2 separate regions of the Sus scrofa genome follow, and region 1 is linked to region 2. Evidence: chromatin contacts called from public HiChIP or PLAC-seq data. All regions are on one chromosome and are shown on one strand. The core of a region is the stretch at or near the end of the contact, and the rest is flanking DNA. Distances in the headings are between cores, read along the strand shown.

Region 1 (2,766 bases), core at 198-2,697, 340 kb after region 2:
AACTTTCTAAAACCAAAACATGTCTGCAGATGAAAGAGGCTGCTTCTGGCGGCGGCCGTGGCAGCTCCCTGTCATCAGGAGCCCAAGCAGGATGCACTGCACAGCCTCTGGCCCTGGAGACACCACGGGAGAGACAGAAACAGATGAAGGGATCAAACCTTCCAGTTTTTTCCAACCTTGAAATTCTCTCACCCAACGAAGCTACTCCCTTATCGCCACTAAAAACTGCAATGTTCAATAGTCTGACCAGAAAGAGGATATGGAAGTTCACGGACTGGTTTGCAGTCACGTCCTATTTAAACCGAACCTGAATCCCAGCCAAAGAATCATTACGCTCAAGAGATCTCTGTGTGTGTGCTCATGGGAATAGGTGGGGGTGGTGAGAAATGGCCCCGAGATACAAACCTCTGAGAGGATATTATTAGGTTACAAATTGATCATCGATCCCCAGAAACAAAACAAACCAGCTTGACATACTCAGAGGAAAGCAGGTTTCTAACTGGGGACTCTATTTCCTCCTTCCTGGAAGAGAAACACTAAAAGGCGACATCCCAAATCCCACTCAGTTATAAAGATGTGGCACAAATGTTAAAGCAAGCCACCTTCACCAAATGACGTCCTAAGTGTGGCCTCTGACCCAAGAAGCCCTGCGTCTGCACCCTCCAAGCTGAGTGACGGGTGTTCGCTCCTCTGAGAACACTGTGCTCCCCACGCACCACCTCACCCCCACTCCTGCTTTGACCCCCTCACACATGGGCAGTCGCTCACCAGGACAGAATGGGACCAGGATAAAGTGGAGTAAAGGAGCCACTGGGGTGGGACAGAGATCTCTGAGCAGCACCAGGGAGTGACCTGGGGCCCCAGGGTCCCTGGGAGAACACTCTTGACCTTGCAGAGGAAGGACAGGAGCAGAGGAGGGGCGGGGGGGGGGGCAGATGGACACGAGCACACTGGGAGGGTCTGGCTCCCATGGGCACAGGCTCATTTCTAGCTCCAGAAGCCCAGGTCTGTGCTGAAGCCAGAGCAAGGGGTGGCACAGACCCTCAGAACCCAGGGAGGTCACTTCCGTCCTGGAGACCTGGCTGGTCGGGGCCAACAAGGAAGGCGTCCCCAAGGTTTGGGGCTGCTTTATCCCTCCGGCCCACCTGGTCCTCAAAACTTATTTTTCCTTCGGTTGATGCCTCCCCTGACTCCCGAGCCGTTTCCTGTTGCCTTTCTCATTTCATCATTCCCTTTTGAACAATTTCCTGTTCCTTTTTCTTTCTACAGGAGCTGTATTCCTCTTCCTGGCTCTGTAGCCCTTGGAAACAGGCAAACAAACAGATAAGGGTCAGCCTCTGGGGACAGTCCCCGTGGCCCCTCCCAGCCCCAGAGCACGATGTGGCCCCGTCTGGCCAAGAGGACCAGGCGGCAGCAGTGACCCGGGCAGCCAGCGCCACTGCAAACGTGACCCAGCTCACGGCCTGACGGCTCCGCACACGCCCCAGCAGACTGGAAAGGCATCCACTGCTCCTCACCCCACAACCGCACATCCGCTCGCCGGGAGCAGCGGCGACAAGGGCGCTCCTCAGAACCCTATCGCTACCATGGGATTTTGTTCATAAGAGCTTTTCAAAGGCAAGGTGGTATAAGACCTTTAGCTGTAAAAAAGTAAGTGATGTGGTTCGTCCCTGCTGGGCCAATGAGTGTGGACCATAAACCAAAATAGAAAACGCCCAAATGATTCCAAAGAATTAAGTGTTAACAAAAGATTTCGGGTAAAGGTTTCCCATGTGTCTGATGGACAGTGAACAAAGCCAGTGTTTAGAACTTAGGGCTCATTTTCTCTAATAAAAGAGAATAAACATGTCATTTATTTCAGAAGTCAATGCTCAGGAGAGTTTGCTTCCTCCTCACTGATGAAGGGGCACAGTCTCCCCCGCTGCACTGGCTGTGAGCTGAAGAGCTGCTTCCGCAACTATGTCTTGACATCTTTGTCTATGAGACCTAAGCTTTCATTTTCTATACGTTTACTCCCTGGCCCTGAGTCTCTGTTTGATTTTTTTTTTTTTTTAGTTTTTTAATTATAGTTGATTTACAATGTTATGCCAATTTCTGCAGGACAGCAAAGGGACCCAATTATATAAATATCATTTTTCTCATATTATCTTTATTTTTTTTTAACTCTGTGTTCTTTTAGTGAGCATCTGCAACATTCTGAGGAATAAGGCAAGGGATTAAGTAGGAAGCTGGTAATAAATATCAACAATAATAGTAAATTATTGTTGTCTGAATGCTTACCATGGGCCAGATACTATTTTAAGGTCTTCCTGTTATATACACTCAATTGGTTGTCACAACAACCATGGAGATAGGTATATTATCATTATCCTCCCTTCGTAAAGGAGGAAATCTGGACGCAGAGCAGTTATGTGTCACAGGCGGTATCTGGCAGAGGGTTTGAATCAGCAAGGCTTTCCTCCATGGGCCATACCCCTGCCCAACGTGCTATATATGGATAAATGAGGCAGAGATGAATGAACTGTCTAATTCATTCACAGACATTCGTTAAGCTCTTAGGCTCAATTCTGAGGTTAGTTCCAAAGGAGTTGGAGTATTTTTTTTGATGGCCCTGTTCCCGTAAGACCTCCAGTGACATATGCTACTACAAACACACTTTTTTTTTTTTCTTTTTTTGGTATTTTTAGGGCAGCACTTGTGGCATATGGAGGCTAGGAGTCGAATTAGAGCTGTAGCCGCCATCCTACACTACAGCCACAGCAAAAG
Region 2 (2,700 bases), core at 34-2,533:
TCTGGCTCACACCCTACCCCTTCCACCTCCCCCACCCCTTAGGGTCCTGGCCACACCTACCTACCTGCCGCATCTTTCTTCCCGCCATCCTTTCTCTGCCTAACCAACCCCTAAAGGTCATTCAAGTTCCTGCTCAATGTCCAGCTCCCTGGTAAAGCATCTCCAGGCCTTCTTTCCTCTGCAGGAAGAGGCAGTGCCCCATCCTGGTGCTCCCAACCCCTAAAGGTCATTCAAGTTCCTGCTCAATGTCCAGCTCCCTGGTAAAGCATCTCCAGGCCTTCTTTCCTCTGCAGGAAGAGGCAGTGCCCCATCCTGGTGCTCCCATCACCCTTGGTAAACATCTTTATAATAACACTCAGTGTCCCCCATGGTAACCGCATGTTACCTGCTCCTCTTGCCCCACTGGTCTTTGAGTTCCATGACGCAAGATAACAGTTTGTAGAAACCCTACAACAAGTTTATTTTCTTGCTCAAACAACCCAGTGATAGTATATCAAAGAGTCAGAGCCGAGGCAGGGAGGCACTTTCACATCCGCGGACCAAATTGATTTTTCCGAGCACTTTGTCAAATTCCACCTGAGGGGTGGAGTTCTTAACTTCATTTTTCAAGTAAGAGGCACATGTATAAAAGAATAAATTAAAATGTAAAAAGAAATTTAAAAAGCAGCAGCTTTAAAAATTATTACATCATGGTGTCATCTAATTACATCAGAAATTTGCAGCTCAAAATCATTGTAATCAGTGATCCTGTGACTCGGGAAGTTTCATACGATATCAGCTTGTTGCTGAAGCTCAGAGGGGCTGACACAAATCCTTGGCTGAAGAGTCCTTGCTTTTGGTGGGCATCACTGGGCAAGTTGGGAGCCAGAGAAGACACTCCTTGAAGGCAGAAAACAATTCTGCTGTGATATTTAGTCTCACTTTCTGTTTGCTTGTTTATGCTTTCAATACGTCATAGGCACCACTTTCATGATACGGAAAAAAGCAATACCTTTGTAAAGATACCAGACGATAAGTGATTAAATTGCTTAAAATGATAAACACTCATCAAGGAGAAGGGGAGGGAAGAAGACAGACACTTGACCAAAGATGCTTCTGCCCCTGAGACCTGTGGCTTGAGCCCAGGACAAGAGGCCTGATGGCTGTCCCAGTGGTCACATCAAAATCACGAGGCCGGATTCCTGGAGGGAGTTGGAGGGGTGACAGGGGATCTGCAGGAAGGAGCCCTTCCTCAGCCCAGCGTCACATGCTCCTGTGCTCACGTCTCAGACAGCCACTGAGGTCCCCATGGGAGCAGCCGAAAACCACGCTGTTTGGGGTTTGGGCCCAAATCTGGCACATACAGCTCTAGACCTGAGCCAAGTGGCTGCTCCCGGGTTTCTTCATCTCTTTGGGGATCATGTGTCTGCATCCTGGGAAAGTCTGTGCCCTGGATTGTAAACTCTACGGCGGTACACACGCTGGAGGACTTACTGGAATTATCGTTGGTTCAGGAAGGAGGTGGGACTGAGGCGCAGATGAGCAGTTTTCATAGCGCCTTTTGCAGGTTCATAGACGTTTCATGAGCTGAAAAATCCTCTAATCTCTACAACTGGGTAGGACGAATATTATCATGATTTACAAGTTACAAATAATAAAACCGAGGTGCTAAAAAGTGAAGCAAATGGCCCAACCTGCCACACAGCTGGGAGCAGAGGAGCTGGAATCTGAACCCAGGCTATTGACAGCAGAGCCTGTGTTAGTAACCCACGGCCTGTGCGCACACACGCACACACACATACGCCCACACTCCCACATGTACACACGCACACTCCTCCTTTGCATTCCAAACACACCACCCAGAGTCTGCAGCTTCAATCCTGAATTGTGTTTCTTTGAAACCTAACTGCCCCAGGAAACTGCTCACAATTTACCTCTGGGGAGTGAGAATGTGGGATCAGGGCTGATGAAGGGGCCTTTCCTTTGCCTTTTATCCTGTTTTACAGTTTTTTGATTCCTCCCCTGACCATGCATTCTATTTACGAGAATTAATATAAAGACGTATTATTCCTCATCGGTAGGAGTGTGCTTCAAAGCAGAAGTTTTGAAGTTTAACGGAAACTAAAAAAAGTCCTTTGCCACTCAGAGGTTTTTAGAGCCTCATGTATCTAAGGTATCCCCTGGCCATTGGGGATCTTTCCAATTCACTTTGGAATCAAGCCTGGGTTTCCTGAGTCCCCCACCTCCAGCTTTCAGCCTCAGCAGCCAAAGGCAACCCAGCCCCTTCCTGTGGTTTCTAGCTCAGCCTGCCTGGTGGAGGGAGGAGGAGAGGGGGAGAGGGAGGGGGAGGAGAGGGAAGGGGAGGACGCCACATTGGGCCCCATCCAGGGGAAGCACGACCTGGGCCCTTCCAACAGGGTCCCCCACGCTTGGTGAAAACAGAGTCAAGTTAGAGTCCAGTCTCCAAAACCTCGAGATGGAGGCTGGGGAAAGTGAAAACACCCAGGGAGGTCAAGATGCAACAGGAGGCAGGCTCAGAAAAGGGCATGTGAGGGCTGGATCACCCTATAGGGAGGAATAGGCACAAGCCAGAGGGGCAAGGATGGGGTCCTGCAGCTCTGACCTCAGTGGCCCCAGCAGAGTACCATCTGCTTTCCTTCCCTGGTCCCAAGGGGTCTGAAGGGCAGGGGTCCACCAGGGTGGTGGACCCAGCGGGGGCCC

What was found. HiChIP or PLAC-seq counts read pairs in DNA pulled down with a chosen protein or histone mark.
Region 1: a contact with region 2 is called in an H3K27ac HiChIP or PLAC-seq map of skeletal muscle, with 7 times the contacts expected there. The contact joins two enhancer-like sites. A contact is called at or near these places in 2 of 2 datasets of contacts at active chromatin or transcription factors (alveolar macrophages and skeletal muscle).

The regions. Positions count from the first base shown.
Region 1 is chr13:132,178,519-132,181,284 of Sscrofa11.1, forward strand. All of the region lies in intron 2 of XXYLT1 (xyloside xylosyltransferase 1), which reads right to left. Among named protein-coding and RNA genes, the nearest start is that of XXYLT1, 90 kb to the right of the region's middle. Within about 2 kb of position 1,448, at least 19 of the 83 cell types and tissues checked have an H3K27ac peak or open chromatin away from gene starts, as enhancers often do. A contact at or near this core is called in skeletal muscle, where this site is marked.
Region 2 is chr13:131,835,813-131,838,512 of Sscrofa11.1, forward strand. No RefSeq gene overlaps it. Among named protein-coding and RNA genes, the nearest start is that of FAM43A, 170 kb to the left of the region's middle. Within about 2 kb of position 1,284, at least 8 of the 83 cell types and tissues checked have an H3K27ac peak or open chromatin away from gene starts, as enhancers often do. A contact at or near this core is called in skeletal muscle, where this site is marked.